Regions from separate parts of the Mus musculus genome. Here regions 1, 2 and 3 are each linked to region 4. Evidence: chromatin contacts called from public HiChIP or PLAC-seq, Micro-C and promoter capture Hi-C data. All regions are on one chromosome and are shown on one strand. The core of a region is the stretch at or near the end of the contact, and the rest is flanking DNA. Distances in the headings are between cores, read along the strand shown. Region 1 holds the start of Ipo9 (importin 9). Region 2 holds the start of Timm17a (translocase of inner mitochondrial membrane 17a). Region 3 holds the start of Ptpn7 (protein tyrosine phosphatase, non-receptor type 7). Region 4 holds the start of Ppp1r15b (protein phosphatase 1, regulatory subunit 15B).

The links. Promoter capture Hi-C pulls out the DNA fragments that hold promoters and counts their contacts. A called contact is a pair of places that touch in the nucleus more often than the background predicts. HiChIP or PLAC-seq counts read pairs in DNA pulled down with a chosen protein or histone mark.
Region 1: a promoter capture Hi-C map of erythroid cells shows a contact between it and region 4, with 11 times the contacts expected there. The contact joins the promoter of Ipo9 here to the promoter of Ppp1r15b in region 4. A contact is called at or near these places in 2 of 39 promoter capture datasets (erythroid cells and liver).
Region 2: a contact with region 4 is called in an H3K27ac HiChIP or PLAC-seq map of thymic regulatory T cells, with 10 times the contacts expected there. The contact joins the promoter of Timm17a here to the promoter of Ppp1r15b in region 4. A contact is called at or near these places in 1 of 115 datasets of contacts at active chromatin or transcription factors (thymic regulatory T cells) and 1 of 9 other capture datasets (adipose tissue).
Region 3: a Micro-C map of the G1E-ER4 cell line shows a contact between it and region 4. The contact joins the promoter of Ptpn7 here to the promoter of Ppp1r15b in region 4. A contact is called at or near these places in 1 of 39 promoter capture datasets (pre-B cells), 1 of 484 Hi-C or Micro-C datasets (the G1E-ER4 cell line) and 2 of 115 datasets of contacts at active chromatin or transcription factors (fetal liver and microglia).

The regions. Positions count from the first base shown.
Region 1 is chr1:135,427,432-135,431,892 of GRCm38.p6, forward strand. Ipo9 (importin 9) reads right to left here and starts at 3,060. Exons shown (of 24, transcript NM_153774.1): 1 at 2,837-3,060. The coding sequence starts at 2,999.
Region 2 is chr1:135,312,200-135,316,534 of GRCm38.p6, forward strand. Timm17a (translocase of inner mitochondrial membrane 17a) reads right to left here and starts at 1,538. Exons shown (of 6, transcript NM_011590.2): 1 at 1,495-1,538. The coding sequence starts at 1,520.
Region 3 is chr1:135,131,180-135,136,178 of GRCm38.p6, forward strand. It overlaps Ptpn7 (protein tyrosine phosphatase, non-receptor type 7), which reads left to right and starts at 1,521. Exons shown (of 10, transcript NM_177081.4): 1 at 1,521-1,611; 2 at 2,571-2,744; 3 at 3,261-3,444; 4 at 3,652-3,736; 5 at 4,920-4,996. The coding sequence starts at 2,623. It also overlaps the pseudogene Ptprv.
Region 4 is chr1:133,129,217-133,133,893 of GRCm38.p6, forward strand. It overlaps Ppp1r15b (protein phosphatase 1, regulatory subunit 15B), which reads left to right and starts at 1,950. Exons shown (of 2, transcript NM_133819.3): 1 at 1,950-4,399. The coding sequence starts at 2,531.

The DNA of each region.
Region 1 (4,461 bases), core at 1,810-4,309, 2.3 Mb after region 4:
TAAAAATAAGTAGCAAGAGGAAAAAAAGACAGGTCTAAACCTAGTTATTTTTACAAAACTGTCAGCTCTGCTAGCTAGAGAACACAGGACCGCACATGGAAGGTACGCATTCGAGCACTTAGGGTTCTTCTTGAAGCAAAGTAGGGAACTGAAAGAGGAAAGAAGCAAAGCATCAACATGCCAGAAACAAAGAGGTGACATCGGAAAGCAGTCTTACCATAAGCGGAATTAAAACAGTGGAAGAGGAAGGAGAAGGAGGAAGAGGAGGAAGAGGACGAGAAGTAGAAGGAGGAGGAGAAGAAGGAGGAGGAGGAGAAGGAGAAGAAGAAGCAACAGCAGCAGTTGTTGTTGACAGAACATTAAGATTCAGAGTCAATAGACCTTTGGGAATCTACACATCTCTTGTCTGATGCCCATGTTAATGTATGCTTGACATATGTCAGTCTACAAATGAAACAATTACAAGAACATGCTAATAAATAAAAACACTTTTACTTTTACCCTATGTGGGCAGAACTAAATTTTTACAAACTCTGCTAATCGAACTCAAACTCTAATCCTCTTAGGAAAAAGGGGACAATTGTCTGCTGGCTACCACACGACTCCGAGTGACACTCAGTGACAACGAGGCTCTAACTATGCAAAGTCTGCAGGCTCCCCTAGATCCCAGTGCTTAGGGACAGGGCAAGAGCAGGAGCTCAAGAAACATTTTCATTACAGAAACAATTTCCTCACCATCCAGGACTAAGAAGCTCGTGAACTCCCCCTAGGAGACCAGGTGCTGTCATTTCATGTAAAGAAGGGCCACAGCCAAAGAAGCTGTTAGAAGCGAACCTTTAGAAAGTATCTCAGAGTTAGCCAGTATGTAAAATTGGAGATGCTCAGGACCCAATGGGAGAGATTACTGTTAAAGACCCCTCCCGGAAAAGACTCTTAAGGAATGAACCACTATCCTCTAAATAAAAACAGGTATAGAAGGGGACAAGACTATTTTAAAGCCACTGAAGACTATTTTAAAGCCAATATTACTATATTCAACTCCAGACTTGATCCACCTCTGTAACCACATTCTGTACTTGAGTCATATACCTCACTACCAGCCGCCATTCCTGTTACTGTATCAGAGCTTGCCCCTGCCTCTCAGCAGGCCACTCACACATTATCAGTAGGTTATGGGGACAGGAGGGAGAACTGAGGTGGCCTTTATCAATTTACTCATCAGTGATCAGATCGAAATTCTGTACTTTTGATTTCAAGATCCCAAAAGGTAACAAGAGTAGGTGACAAGAACTTCAAAACGATCTCAAGGACGGTATAGGTGGCTGTGCCCTAGATGAGGCCATAGCATCTGGCTATGAGTTGAAGAAGAAATCAGAGTAAGACTAGAACTATTGTACAGTCTAAACATAAGCCGGCCTTTCACAGTTAAGGTGACAGCCATACATTTGGGATTAGCTCAAACACTGGGTATCATTCATGGGAGGTTTAATTAAGGATCGGTTTGCATCAGCCCAGCAACTAAATGCAAGTAACAAGTTAAACTTAGTAAGGTTTCTGCCCATCAGCGTTCTTTCTTTATACCGAGGGAGGCAGAGGCATGAACTGTAAAGTCAAGGAATTTGACCTAGAAACCTCAGGACAAGTTAGTTATGTGCTTCGTTCCAATAGCTTTCTTCCATTCACGGTTCCCTCTCTTAAGAGTCTGGTAATGTTATAAAACTACACCTGGCCTTTCAAAATAGTCTCTAACCTATTAAATCCCAATAGTCCCAACAGAAGGAAACTTGCCTTCAATAGTTGGTCATATTAGAGGATATAAAAACTAAATTCAAGGGAGGTTCCCCCACCACATCCACTTCTTTTCAATAAAAAGTCCTGCAGGAGTATTAACTCAAGGCTTTGAGGGTGGTTGGTCAAATATGGAAACAATCTCCCATATTTCTGAGGAAGCCTAAGTTTAAGGAGCAGTGGAAATATTCCCTTGAGCTTGGGGATTCCGAGGATCTGGAATTCCGAATCAGGTACGTTTCTTACATAAAGACCAAGGAGACTTGACCCTTTTTTCTGTTCTTTGTGAAAACAGGCCCGCTGAAAGCCCACTAAACAGGAAATTAAAAGAAAACGTCAAGCTAATAGTTTCTTCTCTAACACGTTAAAGAACATAACGGGAGGATGAGAACAAAGAATCTAAAACAAAGGAAGATCGGTTCCTGTACATAGAAATGCACAGTAATTTAATAATTGCCATTAAGTCTTTAAAAAACAAAAAACAAACGGGAAGCATGGTCGGAAAGTGAAGCGTCGTATGCATCGGATTGAGTTGATTTCTAGGAAAACGTGATGTGTCTGAACAACCAGCCAGATTTAAAACTCTGATGCTGAAACTTGTTCGATGGTGGCCGCCTCCTTAAGGGCCTTACTTCTGGCTCTTCTCTAGCTCCCTTCCCTGATCCCACTACAACAGAGCTGGTGAAGAAAACGGCAAAAAGACCTTGTCTTGGGCTCAGAGATCATCTAGATTGCGCGACACCGCCAGCACCACGTCGAACTTCATTTCTGTCCTCGGCAGAACCCCGCCACTATCTATCTATCTTTTCAAGTCTTCCCCCACCCCATCCCCGCTAAGGCTCCACCTCCCCCGACCCTTTCCTTTCAGACGCGCCACCCTTCTTCTAGGACTTTCCCAGCCACCAGCGGCACCCCCACCCCCACGTTTCCTAATCCACTCCTGACGCCCACCTCTCCGCTGGCTCAAGATCCCCAAATCCCTACGGTCAGCGGACTGTGCGGCCGGCCCTGGTCCGAACCATCCTCGTGACGGTCCCGCCTCACTCACCCTCTGTCACCTCCAGCACCTTAATCTGCTCCTCTGCAGCCGCCCGCACCTCCTGCACCGGGGACAGGATTCCGGTGAGGGTATCCACCAACGCCTCCTTCAATCCCTGTGCCACTGGACCCGGCAGCCCAGAAGCCGCACCAGCTGCCGCCGCTGCCGCCATCTTTCCTCCCCTCAGCCCGCCAGCCCCGCGGCCGGGACCCGCCACCGAATGACGGCTCCCGCGTACGGCCAATCCGCGAAGCCGCGCCTGCGCACCTAAGTACGCGGGAGCGGGCGGGGGGCGGGGATAGAGCGCAGCCTCGGGAGACAGCGCCTTCTGCTGCCGGAACCGAACCGCGATTCGCGGGCCAGGAAAGCTTTGGGCGTCTATGCACACACAGAATTCTCATAACGGTTTGTAGTCCTGAAGTCGCACGCGCTGTTAGAAAACGCGCTTGGAATAAAGGCGCGTAACCTTTGATGGCAAGGCCCTGATGGCAAGGGAGCAAGAAAGCTAATCCCGAGGGCGTGAGCACAGAAGGCCCTGCACCTTGTCTGCTGTGGATTGTAGTGGGATTGTAGATGCCCTCCCTCGCCTCGCCCATCACCGCTCTCTACCTGCATGATTCTAGGCCCAGATTTAAGATGAGTTAGGACAGAGGTCGGGCCTTAAGGAAGGGGGTCAGAATAGCATCTTTTTAAAACTAACACCCCTCCCCTCAACTAAAAACAGCAGTTATTCAGTTGGCTCCGTTTACAGTTTAGCTTTAGAGATCCTAAGATGCTGGGGAGCGGACAGGGAAAAGGAGACACGCAGAAAAACTGAAGTGAAATTGGCAGTGGGGAGTGGTTGCTTTAGAAAAATCCAGTCTTCTAGCTTTTTAGCTTAGATGAACCCAATGTCAAAAAGGGCTGTCCAGGGGAGACTACCTACAGGCGAAGGAGCATTTTTCTAGAATGATTTTTTTAAAAAAAATATTATCTACCTATTTGTCGTTATCTTGTTTTGAGACAAGGTCATATGTGGCCCAGACTAGCCTCAAACTTGCTCTGTAGCCCACACTGGCCTTGAACTCCCTTATCTTGATCTTTCTGTTTTCACCTCCCCCATTGCAGAGATTGCAGGTATGTGCCACCACACATGGCTCTAGAGTGATTCTATGAGTGTGACTACTATGAGTGAATCCTGCAAATATATAGCATTACTTAATTTTTTAAAAAGTGTTGGGGGAGGCCGGATGAAAGACACCCAAGCACCTGCCGTGGCTACCACTACGATGGATGAATGTGTGATGGGGAGATGGGAAAGATGGGGAGTGTGGTGGAGATGGAGGAGGAAACCAAGCTGAAGGGTTCATATACTGTGGAGAAAGGTGGAACTAGGGACTTGAAGGCAGTGAAGAATAGGGGGATATGAGGAGGCCATGCTGAGGTCCTGGCTCCAGCTGCCCCCAAGGGCCATGTCTGGGTTCCTGGTCCTGCTGCAGCTGGAGTTGCAGTCTGTGTCAATGTCTGGCACCTGAATTAGCATCAAAGGCAAAGTGGATGTCAGTGGTCTGGGCTGCTACCAGAGACCATGTGGATATCTGAGAGGCATGCTGCCAGAGGGAGGGGAGACATGCTAATCTGAATGGCTGCACTTG
Region 2 (4,335 bases), core at 288-2,787, 2.2 Mb after region 4:
ACTATCTCCTCTGTATTTTACAAATGAACGAAGGCTCACACAGAAGTTAAGTAGCCTGCCCCAGATGGAATAAATAACTAGAACAGCCAACTTAAGCACAAAAGTTGGTACTCCAACCCCCCGCAAACTCTGTCCACTCTATTTATAGATCCTAAAGCACTCCGAGAAAGCAACAAAGAAGTATTATGACAATGATTAAACCATCTACTGTTTCAGACAGCGCTGGCCTCAGAACACACCAAGAAAAAAAAGGAATGTCCAGTAACTTATCAAACATCAAGACATGGCCTTGCTATGTATCCTGGGCTAGCCTAGAACCTAAGTGCTGAGATTACCAGCATGCACAGTGCACTCTGATGAAAATATGTCTGACACAAGGTCTAACCCCAGCTGCCCTAGAACTTGCTATGGAGCCCAGGCTGTCCTTAAACTTGCTGGCTCTCCTGCTTCTACCTCATGAGGCCTGTGCCACCTGACCTGGGGAAAACTCAAATGTATCAAAATTACCCCTCCTGCTAATCTGTGTCATTATACGGCATCTAGTACCAATTTATACAGTCCAGCTAAACCCTGCATATCCAACCCCAACACATGGAGATAACCTCCTCTGAGGACAGAAGGCTGAAGCATACTTTTGGGAGTGCCACCAAATAATAATTTAAAATCCTGGGCAGACACACTATTTGAGGATAATACCCTGACGCTCATTACAAACAAAAACCCAGAATACCAAGATCTATTAGCTTGTGACACCTGAGGCTTTATTCAAACAACTGTTGAGACTCGACAGCTATTACATTAATTTACTGCAAACAGCTATGCCTGATTTACTCTTGTTTACACCTTGAGCCAAGCATACAGCCCTTACTTAATAAACACTTAATGAATTTATGTCTATTCATGGCTTTTCAGAGAACACACGCAGCTCATCTCTTCCTATTTTCCACATACTGATATATCTTTTTTCTTCGGGAATTCCACATAGGAAAGGCCGCTTCAGCCTACAAGGAGCTCATCCAGCCCCCTTGGATGTTGGGTGAAATTTGTGGTCTACTCATTTGAAATGCTTCATCGTGGGGACACTTAGTCCTCATAGGCATAAGGCCTCGGGTATGGCACTCGGAGATCTACATTCCCTTCGTCGAGGCAGAAACTGAGCAGAGCGAGGCTTAGGGACGTGTTCAAGGTCGCCTCAGCAGGCAGAAGGGATCATTATTGTCCCCGCACAAAGTCGACAGCACCTGCCATAGGGAGGAGGTTCCAAAGCTCCACCAAGCCCAGCACCGGACCTCCTCCCAATGCACCACAAGGTCACAGGGGTGCTGGGGTCCTGGCACACTGCGCTAAAAAGCCACCTTTGTCACGCTCATCCACACTACCCACAGCTGCCCAGATCTCGGCGCCGAGCCGCGCGGAGCTCCGCTTGCACCTCAGACTCCGACCACGGCGGATGGAGGAGGTAATTAAGGGACAAGGGCGGCGGCGGCAACTCACCACGGCTCTCTCGCGTATTCCTCCATCTTGGCTCCAACCCGCGCGAGAGTCTACGGCACGCTGGGCGGAAATTGATCCCCGCGACGGAAGTGATCCCAGGCGGAGGCGTGCTACTGGACGGGGATTGGAGCATCTCTTCCTGCCGCAGCCAATGGCAATCGGACTCCTTGTAGACCCGGAGCGTGGAGGCTCCCCGGCCAGGGCGTGGAGGTTCGGGGGTTCGGAGTACTGAGTGACAGAGTTCAGATCAGCCCCGTGGCCTGGGATAAACATTGATTGCCCTTTTTTTCGAGACAGAGTTTCTCTGCCCTGGAACTCGCTTATGTAGCCCAGTCTGGCTTCAAACTCAGATCAGCCAGCCTGTGCCTCCCGAGTGCTGGATTAAAGGTGTGTGTCACCACTATCCAGCCGCTATTTTTTAAAAAGTGCTTTTGCTGTCAGGTATTTATTAATAGTGCTACTTAATTTGCCGTGAACAGTGAATCTTTAATAAATATATGTAGCTCTTTTAGAGCAGATCTATATAGTCATAATGTCTGGAATGTAATAGATAACTTTTAAAATAAAGATTATTTTTATTAATTGATGTATGTACGGGATCTGGTGGGTGCATGGAGGTCTAAGGAGAGTCTACAGAACTGGAATTGTCAGGGCTGACAGCGAGTACTTTACCCACTGAGCCAATTTAGCAGCCCGAAAATAAGTGTTCATCTTATAGAGACAATTGGACCATTTCAGGAGCCATGGCCAATTTGAGACCATTGATTTTGGGGGTCGTTGGTGCCAGATCCTCTTCCATGCCTCCCCACAAAGGATAACCCAGAAAGCATGAGATATGTTTAGCCCAGAGAAAAGAGACTGAAAATAGGGCTATAGTCATACTTAAGTTGGTAAGTCAGATCCCCAGCATCATACACACACACACACACACACACACACACACACACACACACACACACACGGTTATGGTGGCACATATTGAAGTTCAGTGTTATATCCTCAGTTGCATTTAGAGTTCAAAGCCATCCTGAGATACTCCAGACTTCCCTTGTTAAAGAAGAAAAAGCTAAAAGTATGAAGTTTCACCAGCCTTATCAGGAAAACACAGTCACTGCCAGCTATAAAGGGAGTTCTTGTTCCATTCCACCTTAAAACAACAACAACGCCGGGCGTGGTGGCGGACGCCTTTATTCCCAGCACTTGGGAGGCAGAGGCAGGCAAATTTCTGAGTTCGAGGCCAGCCTGGTCTACAGAGTGAGTTCCAGGACAGCCAAGGCTACACAGAGAAACCCTGTCTCAAAAAAAAAAACAACAACAACAACAAAACAAAGCTAGATATTTGAGGCTAGACAGATGGCATAGCAATCAAGAGCCTGACTGTTCTAGAGGACTGGGGTTCAATTCCCAGCACAAATGGCAACTCACAATTGTCTGTTACTCCAGTTTCAGGGGATCTAACACCCTCTGCTGGCCTCTGCAGACACCAGGCCCACTTATGATACACAGATAATTCAGACAAAATACTCATGTTTTAATTATTTTTTTAAATATAGGTACTTATTTAATAGGAAAGCCAATGTAATAAGTAATAGACTGCAGTGACAAATGACATATTTTCCAGACTTTTTTTTGGGTGGGGGGGTGTTTCGAGACAGGGTTTCTCTGTGTAGCCCTTGCTGTCCTGGAACTTACTCTGTAGACCAGTCTGGCCTTGAACTCAAAAATCTGCCTGCCTCTGCCTCCCAAGTGCTGGGATTAAAGGCGTGCACCACCACTGCCCCGCTCAGATTTTTGGAAATAAGAGTCAACCAGCCATAGAGCTACAGAATAGCAACAAAATGTTTCTAGCTACAGACTAGCAACAAAATGTCTCTAAAATTTTGAACTGAAGCTGGGTGCGGTACACACCTGTAATCCCAGCAGAGATGGGGAGACGAGGATCTCACGTTCAAACTCATCCCCACTTACAGAGCATGGTCCAGGCCATCCTGGGCAAAAGAAAAAAAAAGAAAATAGAAAAAAGAGAGAGAAAGAGGGAGGGAAGAGGAAAGGAAGGAAGGGAGGGAAGGAGGGAGGGAGGGAGGGAGGGAGGGAGGGAGGGAGGGAGGGAGGGAGGGAGGGAGGAAGGAAGGAAAAAAAGAAAAAATCCAACACAGTCTGGCTAAATGGCTCAGTGAGTAAAGATGCTTGCAGTCTGCTGACGTGAGTTCAATCCTCAGACCCCACAGGGTGGAAGGAAGGAACCAGCACCTATGTTCTATGACCTCCATGTTCCATGTTGCCATGGTATTCAAGTAAACACACAAAATGTGAACATTTTATTGAAATCTGATACTTGAAGTGCTTTAATATTTGAGGTTAGCTTCAAACAAACAAACAAACAAACAAACAAAGGACTGGAGAGATGGCTCAGGATGCTTCAAAATTTTGAAGACAGGAGTTTGTATCATAGCACCCATCAAACAAGATATATATATATATATATATATATATATATATTTCTGTGTGGCTATAATCAAGAATAGTTAAATCTAATTAGTTGTACAAGCTGAATAGGGAATAAAGAATGTGGGAGGGACAGCACGTAACGTAGAAGGAGGAGATTAGAGAGCAAGGATTTTTTGTTTTGTTTTGTTTTGTTTTTTTGTTTTTCGAGACAGGGTTTCTCTGTATAGCCCTGGCTGTCCTGGAACTCACTTTGTAGACCAGGCTGGCCTCAAACTCAGAAATCAGCCTGCCTCTGCCTCCCGAGTGCTGGGATTAAAGGCATGTGCTACCACGTCCGGCTGAGAGCAAAGATTTGATGCTTAGTCCATGTTCCAGACCTGTTGGGCATGAACA
Region 3 (4,999 bases), core at 271-2,770, 2.0 Mb after region 4:
CCGGTGGGGGAGGGCTTTGCCTACTTCCTTCTCCCCGCCCCTGTGGTATCCTCACTTCCTTTTCTTGATCCTAATCAACAGCTGGCCCCAGGGCGGGTGGCTCTCTTTCCACTCTGCTCCCACTCCCTCCACTATCTGCCAGGGCAGACGCTCCTGTGGGGAGGTCCAGGCAGAGCCCAGTCTCCCTGTCCCTGTGCTCGGGTGTGCAGGGATTCCCAGGCTCCTGCTGCTGTCATCTCATCCTGGCATCAGGGCCAACCACTTCCCAACTCCACTGAGCTTCCCCCTCAGGAAATCCCACCTAGTCCTCTCAGGAGAGCAGGCACAGAGAAAAGGGAGCCAGAACCAACCAACCAGCCATGGAGAGGCTGGGAGAACCACCCTCTGACTTACAGCCAAGAACAAAGACAGGTGCCCCAAGCCCTAGGACTTCAAAGGCTCTTCCTGGTCCTCCCCTCCTCCCCGTGGGCCAGAGAAGGGCAGCCCCTCCCCCCCCCTCAGGTGCCATCCCTGTGCTTACTGCACAGCAGCTCTTTTTCGGTGTCACCCGTTTGACAGTTGAATCGGAGAAGTGGGAGGAAGAGAGAGAGGATGTGGAATTCAAGCAGTGGGGCCCAGGAACGCTTTGGGGAACATTACAGAGTGAAGGAGTCTTGCAAGCAAGCATGAACCACGAACCAGTTGGGCTGAGGGCCAGCGAATGGCCTAGCAAAGCCAGGCGGGGGTAGGGGGTGTGTGGAGTTCTAGACTTGGGGACTGCTCCCTTTCCACACCCCAAGCATCCAAGTGGCCCCCTGGTGAAGAGGACCTGGGAAGTCTCTGATGTGAGGGTCACAGCCTTCACCTATCTGTAAGTCTTCAGAGGAGATACAGGGTTCTAAGACACTCCCAGAGGGGTAGTCTGAGGGGCTGCTATGGAAGCCACCCCAGAGTCCTCTCCAGTTAAGCTCTGATACTTGTTCTCTGGTGACAAGCCTATGTCTGCAGGCTGAGGGGCCAGGGAGTTGGAAAGAAGCTTTCCTGCCTAGCCCTGGCCTCTCCTTCCTGTACAGAGCAAGGACTCCTGCCTCCTCTTCCCTGCCACCCCCTATGGCACCTCTGTGACACATCTGCTCTGTTTGGGGGTCTGGGTTTGGCCCTGAATTCCCAGGCTTTGAAGCAACAAAGCTTACAGGGGCAGAAGCTGAGAAGTGGAAATAAGTCTCTAGCCAAGGTCACAACCAGAAGAGCAGCAGAAGGTTCCCCATGGCTATCAAGGAAGAGGTGGGGGTGGGGGACAGCACTTGATGAGGACCCAGAGGAGGAGGCCCGAGGTGGTCAGGGAAGGCCTCATCTCTCGCCGCTTCCCAGAGCCTTGGCATCCAGTGAGGGTGGCGGGACAGCAGCCGCTTGCTCTTAGAGGGCACAGGAAGGATGCACCCGACCCCTGGTGGCAGCTTGTGGCAGGCACAGAAGGGCAGCCCGCAGTTGGGTGTGCGTGGGTGGAAGCCAGGAGGGGCGGAGGGAGGAAGCTGGCTTCCTGAAACCTCTCAGTCCTCAAAGATAGACGGACTGACAGACAGCTGGCAAGAGGCAGCCTGGGGGACATAGCTTCTTCAGTAAGTACTTGAAGTGAGTACAGACATCCTATGGCCCTGGGGTGGGATGGGGGGCTCCAAGGATGGGTTGAAGAAGCATTGAGTTTGGGGCTCCCATGCCTGGCCAGGGCATGAGAAGTGACATATCTGGTGTCCCTGTGACTGGAGGGCTAAGAAGCCACACAGAGTGCCAGGAGAGGAGAGGCTAAAGGCCCCTTCCTGTTGTGGGCAAGTACTGTCCCAGCCACACCTGCATGGGCCCACACTGCTCCCAAAGCTCTGTCCCCATGGGTTAGCGACTCTAACCCCACCACCACGTCACCCATGCCTTAGCTCTGAGAGACAGGGGCTGCCCCCAAAAGGTGATGCCCTCATCACCTCTATGCCCCCTCTCTCTTGTACCCCCAGCTGTAGCCTCACCATGCGCTGGCGCTCTAGGGTTTGATGAGGCCATTTCCTGTGACGGTTGCAGAGGCGGGAGACTGGGGGATGGGAAGGAGGAGGGAGGAAACACCCCTGGGCTACCGCCCTAGACAGAGACCCCAGGAGCCACAACTGATCTTGGAGTGGAACTGCCGACAATGAGAAGACCCTTCTAGAAGTTGGAGCGTGCCTGGATCCCTGACTGGATCCAGTGCTTCTCAAGGCCTCCATTTCTCATTATAGAGAAGCCTGCTAGCTGGCTAGACTCAGAGAGCTGTATGCTTTCTCCCTTTCCTTCTGTGTGGTTAGCAGGCTGTTGGCCTCATGCAGACCCCAGCTTAGAGCCCTGTGGACTTGGGTATCCTCTCTCTTCCTCCTTCTGGATTCCTTCCTATCTTCCCCATACCTGTATTCTCTCTAGTACCTTCCTTCTACTCTAACCCCTAACTGTCCTCTATCCTGCATCCCAACAGAGAGCTGTTGGGCCGCTTGCTTGAGGGAATAGCTGGCTGGCCTGGACTAGAAGCCTTCTTCTAGCTAATGAGGCCTTCGCGGGACCTTGTCTTTCAGGCATGCCTCATGGCTGAATGAGCCTCCCTTGGGCCCAGCAACCTACCCCAGCATGGTCCAGGCCTGTGAGGGGCGCTCCAGAGCACAGCTGCCGACCTTGTCTTTGGGGGCAGACATGACTCAGCCTCCACCCACCAAAGCTCCAGCCAAGAAGCATGTGCGGCTGCAGGAGAGGTGAGATCTTTCACAGGGAGGATCTTCCTAGGCCTGGATCACCGTCCCTTCCCTTCCTTCTTTCCTGTCCAGTTCTAACAACTGAATCCACAAGGCCTGGAAAAACCAAACCAAATAATGCTCATTTGAAGGTTGCTCGCCCATTCCTTGTATGGCAGAGGCACCAAGTTTCTCGTCATCCCTGGTCTGTCTGCTCTCTAAGTTTCAAGTTGTGATGAACAGTCTCTGGGACAAAGCTAGGGGCCTCTGTGGAGTTGGGTGTGCATTGGAGCCTCTGTGTTGGCTTGAGAGTAGGAGAGAGAGACAGCAGGAAGGAGCAGAAGAGCTGCAGGCTGCTCTGTTCTTATCTGATAAAGGAAAAGGGGAACGCAGTAGGGGCCTGACCCTTGAGTGCCCTGGGCCTCTAGGTCAAGACAAAGACTCAGCAGATCCTCCCCAGACAGAGCCCACAAGGAGCTTGAAAGCGAGGCAGATGCTCTGAGATGCTCACTGGGCAATGGTTGGCTGTGCTTGCAGAAGGGGCTCCAGTGTGGCTCTGATGCTGGATGTACAGTCTCTGGGCACGGTTGAACCCATCTGCTCAGTGAACACACCCCGGGAAGTCACCCTACACTTCCTGCGCACGGCTGGACACCCCCTTACACGCTGGACGCTACAGCACCAACCTCCCAGCCCCAAGCAGCTAGAGGAGGAATTCTTGGTAAGGAATCCTGGGGTCCTCTCCACATCACTTTACACTTCCATATCAGACCATCCTGGATTCCTTGGGCCTCTCTTCTCCTTGGGGTGTAGGAGAGAGGTTGTCCCCATCCTTGCTCTTCCTCTCTGTGTGCAGAGGATGGAATGGAAGAAAAGGAGGCTGGGAAGTGGGGGAACAGAGATTAACTCATTTATCCTCCCCCAACAGAAGATTCCCTCAAACTTTGTCAACCCTGAAGACCTGGATATCCCTGGCCACGCCTCCAAAGACCGCTACAAGACCATCTTGCCAAGTAAGGAGCACGGTGGGACTGAGGGGGTTGGTGTCCCTGAGGGTGAAGAACTCAAGAAGGCAAGATATACATATGGCCTGGGAGCCAGGCATAATGATGTATGACTATAATAATCCTCGCTCTTGGAGGTTGGGGTAGAGGATCAGGAATTAAAGGCCGGTTTCAGCTATATAGCAAGTTCTAGGCTAGCTTGGTTTATATGAGACCTTCACAAAAACAAGCAACAATAACAAAAAGCAGCTCTCCAAAGCCAAGGAAGATCAATGCTTGAGACACTTGTCTTTCAACAGAGAAAGGCTAACCCACACCCTGGCAGCCAGGAGACAGACAGTTGTTGCCCAGTTGCATGCTAGCATTTACAGACACTTCCTGCGGTTGCACGCCTGTGTGGTAGGTGTGAACTCACACAGATGGACCCAGGCCTAGCACCCCCAACTTCCCATAGGCCAGCTTGATACCCAGAGCTTAGTACAATGGCTTCTAGAACTGTGGTCCGAATTCAGCCCAGCACATGGGTCCTGCCCAGGACTGAGACTCCAGGCTCAGTGCCTGCTAGAAGAGACCAGGCACTGTCTGTGAACACTTGTCAATGTGAGTTGGATCAGTTTTGGCCTTGGCCTAATTCTAGCAAGCTCTCCAACCATCAAAGAGAGGAAGTTAGCTTCTTCATCCCCCATCCGGTTTGATTGGGGAAGAACCCACACCTCTGGAGAGCGAAGCCAATATTCCTTGTGGTTGAGTGATATCTTAAACAATGTATTCGTCTAACGCTTGTATTCATAATCAAAAAGGCATTTTTTTCCTTTGCAGAATCTCTTCCTCTTCCTATCAGTTCGCTCCCATTTTATACCCTTGCTGATCTCAAGGTTAAAACATGATAATATCCCAGTTGGTGTCTGCAGCTCTATGGTCTGTGCTTCACATCACCATTCAGTCCATCTTTCTGATTTGATTGCACCACTTTCCGGCTCAAAAACATCATGGCTCCCTGTTGTCATGAAATAGTATATTTTATAATACACAGCTATTATGTTATCTGTCTATAAAATAAAACAACGGACTACCTGCTGTCCACAAAGTACTGCAAACAGTGTGAGGACACGAACTCCCCTTTGACTCTGTCACAGTCTACATTCATTGGTCACCTTCTGACCTCTCACCTTTACTGATCTACATTTCCTAGATCCCCAGAGCCGTGTCTGTCTTGGCCGGGCACAGAGCCAGGAGGACAGTGACTACATCAATGCCAACTACATCCGGGTG
Region 4 (4,677 bases), core at 700-3,199:
ATAAAAACATATTACACAAATGGAAGAAATTCTGAACTAACGAAACAAACAATTAAAAAGGAATCGCACAGAGATTCTAATGTGTCATTTAAAAACCAACTTAGGGGAACTTTCTACAGAGAACAGTTCCTCCTCATTGGGAAATTGAAACGTTGGTACAGTTCTTTCATTACTGCCTGGACTGGAGGGTACATTTACAGGAAGGGCTGGTGCAAATTGTTAAACGCCACTAAAAGGCGTGAATCAGCCTTGAAAAGGAGCAACAGATTCTGACCCGTAGGGCCATTGAGGCCTCAAGCAGACCTTGACCTTCAAGTTGAAACTGGGAGTGTAAGTAGGTATACACCACAAGAAAAGGTGAGGTCTTTCCTCTAACGCTCGGAGGAAGGACAAGTCCTGTGCTCCAGAGGAGGAGCCGCAGAAGCGAAGGCTGGAGAGCATTCGGGCAGCGCAGGCTGAACAGAGCCTTTCTTTATTTTGTAGGCAGTGGTAAACAATGGAGGATTGTAAAGAAGAACGAGAGCAGAATATTAGCTAGTGTTTGTGTTCCTACCCTCTCTGCCTGGGGATACAGCCCCTCACCCAGCGGTTAGATGATCCTCTCGGCTTCACCCCAAAAGGAACTGAAGCCCGAAGTAACTTATTTGCATACTCGGACCTCCTGCTACTATGAAAAAAACGACTCATTGCTAATTACGTTTTCCTAAAGCTTTTAGGATTAAGAAACCAGTTACTGCCAGACACAAGTAATAAGATGTTGTGGGGGCGTAAACAGTAAAAACTCTTGGTTTCAGGGAAGAAAGAGCTTGTTCCTTGCTCAACAAGTCATGAGGATCAGCTGACCCTCCCCCAGGGCAGCAAGATTCTCCTCCTTAGTGTAACCACTACGCTCTGTGATAGCCACTTGGTCTTTGCATTGTGGATTAAAATGAGAATAAGAAAGTGAACTAAAGACCAGGCATGGTGGTGCATGCCTTTAATCTCTTTGCTGGAGAGGAAGAGACAGAACTAATAAGTTCAAGGCCAGCCTGGTCTACATCGCCAGTTCCAAACAGTCAGGGCTCTGTAGAGAGACCCGGCCTCAAATAAACAAATAAATAGATAAGTAAGAAAAGAAAAAAATAAAAATAAAAAAGGAAGAAAGAAACCAAACTAGTAAGAGATAAATCAGCCAGTACTTGGTTGGAAGGCCGAGGCAGAAAGATTGTGGTTAGTTTGAGGCCAGCCTGAGCTTCATAGTAAAATCTGTTTCAAACAAACAAAATCCTCCCCTTATTACAGTAATTAAAATTAATCAGCCAATATTTTTCAGAGGACAAAAGTCACCAATGTGTTATCCTTCGCCGGATGCTCTACTCTGTGGCTCTTGTTACTGAGGAAATAAGTGAATTGAACGCGCTGTTTCTGAGTTAGTTAACAGTTATCTTCCCACCTGTGACTTCAGCTTGCTAGTAACACCGCGTTTTTCTTTCTGAGGGGTATTTTGTCAAATGGACCCTGAAAGATGTCCAAATTAGATCACAGGCAATGCTAGAGACTTAGAAATCCTAAAGCAGAGGGGACAGGAATGTGTGAGTGATTCAGTTTCACTATGATTCACTAGGGATGATGTGTGTCTTAGCACCAGGCGAGTTGGTTATACAGCACTGCCTACATCGTTTCACTCCAGTCTTCCTACGCCCTTAATAGGAGAAGACCGATACACGTGTCAGATAAGCGGATAATTTGCCTAGCAATCGGATCCATAAAAAAGGGCTCGGGAGAATTCTCGGGTTCTCTTGAAACCCACTCACCTCCCCAGCCATTCCCTTTGACCTAGAGGGTGGGGCGCGGAGTCTCCTAGGAGACCAGAATGAACTGACTGCGCAAGCGTACATCCTAGGTCCGGCTGATGCAACTCGCCGCGTGCGAGCCCCGCTCTACCCCGAGTAAGGAAGCCGACAGGGACCACAGACGCGGCCAATCAGAGGCCACGCACGAGGGTGAGGCAAGTCCGCCTCTCGGGAGGCAAGGGTGGGGGTTCGGCGAATGACGTGAGGCGCCGCTGGGCGGTAGGGAGTAGACGCCCTCGGTCCTCCGTCTCGCCCTGCAGCTTCCGGGTGTGCGGCTGCGGCCATTTTGAGCTTCGCTTCTTTGCGCCCTCGCCTGCCACCCAGCCACCCTTTCCGCCTTGGCGTTTCGCGCCTCCGTGCGGGCCACCGGAAACGCCGCCGTCGTCTCCGTCGCCGCCGCGCGAGGGAGGGTCTTCTCTATGGTGGAGCGATCTCACACGGCCTAGGACGTCTCCTTCCCTAGCCGGGATGGACCTAACCGCGGTCGCCACCGCTTGCGCGGGCCTCTGGGCCGTCCGGTGCAGCACTCGTTGCGGAAGCCGCCGCTCTCTGGGCCTCCTCTGCCGGCGCGGGAATCGGACTGCAGTACCCACTCCGTGGCTGGGCAAGGCGGAGACTGTGTAGACCTCGGATCCAGCCTGCGCTGACGCCGCTGAGCTCTGTCCTCCTCCTGTCTGAGAAGCCGCCAAGGAAAGGAGATGGAGACAGGAACGCACAGGGCCCGGAAGCGGCCTGGCCCTCGGCTGGGCTCCTGGTTCCGGCTGCCCTTCCTTCGGCGATCGCACGCCTGCTCTTCGGAGTTCCCGCCGCCTTCCTCTCGACAAAATCCCGGGAACTCCGCTCTGCCCGAGCGTCGGACCAGGTACTGGACCAAATTGCTTTCTCAGCTCCTTGCCCTGCTCCCTAGCCTATTCCAGAAGCTGCTGCTTTGGAGCCAGCTTTTCGGGGGCCTGATTCCTACCAGATGGCTAGATTTTGCCGCAAGTTACAGCGCCCTGAGAGCTTTGAGAGGACGGGAGGAATCTGCCGCTCCCACGGTGCAGAAGTCTCTGAGTTCACTGCGGCTGGACTCTTCGGAAGACTTGGTTGTCAGTTCTCTTGATTGGCTAGAGGAGGGACTCCAGTGGCAGTGCTCGTCCTCAGACCTGGAGTTAAAACTCAAGGCCCAGGAAAGAGCTTTAGACTCTGCAGCGCCCACTTTCCTCCTGGAGCAGCAGCTGTGGGGAGTGGAGTTGCTGCCCAGTAGCCTTCAAGCTGGTCTAGTCTCCCACCGAGAACTTGACTCTTCATCCTCTGGGCCTCTGAGCGTTCAGAGCTTAGGTAATTTCAAGGTAGTTTCCTATCTCCTGAACCCTTCCTACCTGGACTACCTTCCCCAGTTAGGGCTGCGCTGTCAGAGCAGCGCTGGAGGTGGCCAGTTTGTGGGTTTCCGAACACTAACCCCAGAGAGCTGCTATCTTTCTGAAGATGGTTGTCACCCTCAGCCGTTGCGGGCAGAGATGTCGGCAACCGCCTGGAGAAGGTGTCCGCCTCTCTCTACAGAAGGCCTGCCGGAAATCCACCACCTTCGTATGAAACGGCTAGAATTCCTCCAGGCTAACAAAGGGCAAGAGTTACCCACCCCTGACCAAGATAATGGCTATCATAGCCTGGAGGAGGAACATAACCTTCTCCGGATGGACCCACAACATTGCACAGATAACCCAGCACAGGCGGTGTCCCCTGCTGCAGACAGGCCGGAGCCCACTGAGAAAAAACCAGAATTGGTGATTCAAGAAGTTTCACAGAGCCCCCAGGGAAGCAGTCTGTTTTGTGAATTACCCGTGGAAAAAGAATGTGAAGAGGACCACACTAATGCAACTGACCTCTCAGATAGAGGAGAGAGCCTTCCTGTTTCTACCAGACCAGTTTGTAGCAACAAACTGATAGATTATATTTTGGGAGGCGCCCCCAGTGACTTGGAAGCCAGCTCTGATTCTGAAAGTGAGGATTGGGGCGAGGAACCTGAGGACGATGGCTTTGATAGCGATGGCTCCCTGTCTGAATCAGACGTGGAACAGGACTCGGAAGGCCTTCACCTTTGGAACTCTTTCCACAGTGTAGATCCTTACAACCCCCAAAACTTTACAGCCACGATTCAGACGGCTGCCAGAATTGCCCCCAGAGACCCATCAGATTCAGGGACATCCTGGTCTGGCAGCTGTGGTGTAGGGAGCTGTCAGGAGGGACCCCTTCCGGAGACCCCCGACCATAGTTCCGGGGAGGAAGATGACTGGGAACCGAGTGCAGATGAAGCAGAGAATCTTAAATTGTGGAACTCTTTCTGTCATTCTGAGGACCCCTACAACCTTTTAAATTTTAAGGCTCCTTTTCAACCGTCAGGGAAGAATTGGAAAGGCCGTCAGGACTCAAAGGCCTCTTCTGAGGCTACAGTGGCCTTCTCTGGCCATCATACCTTACTTTCTTGTAAGGCCCAGCTGTTAGAGAGCCAAGAAGATAATTGTCCAGGCTGTGGGCTGGGTGAGGCTCTTGCTGGAGAAAGATACACCCATATCAAGAGAAAAAAGGTTTGTTCCCTTTTACATGACTAATAACTTGCTCTATTTTGATATGGTTACTATAGCAGCATGACTTTGCCTCTGGAGGCACAGTTGTGCACATTTTTGAGGAAGGCATCTGAGCTGGTGTTCTTGAATTGAGAAATACTCCAGTGTGATCCTTCTTCCCAATATAGAGAAATGTTCTTCTCCAAATGAAAGGTGCCAGTATTAGATGTTAGCAGGGGTGTCATTTTGGTTGGTGGAACCTGAAAGTTAGAAATGGTTTTGCATGTGTTTTATTTGAA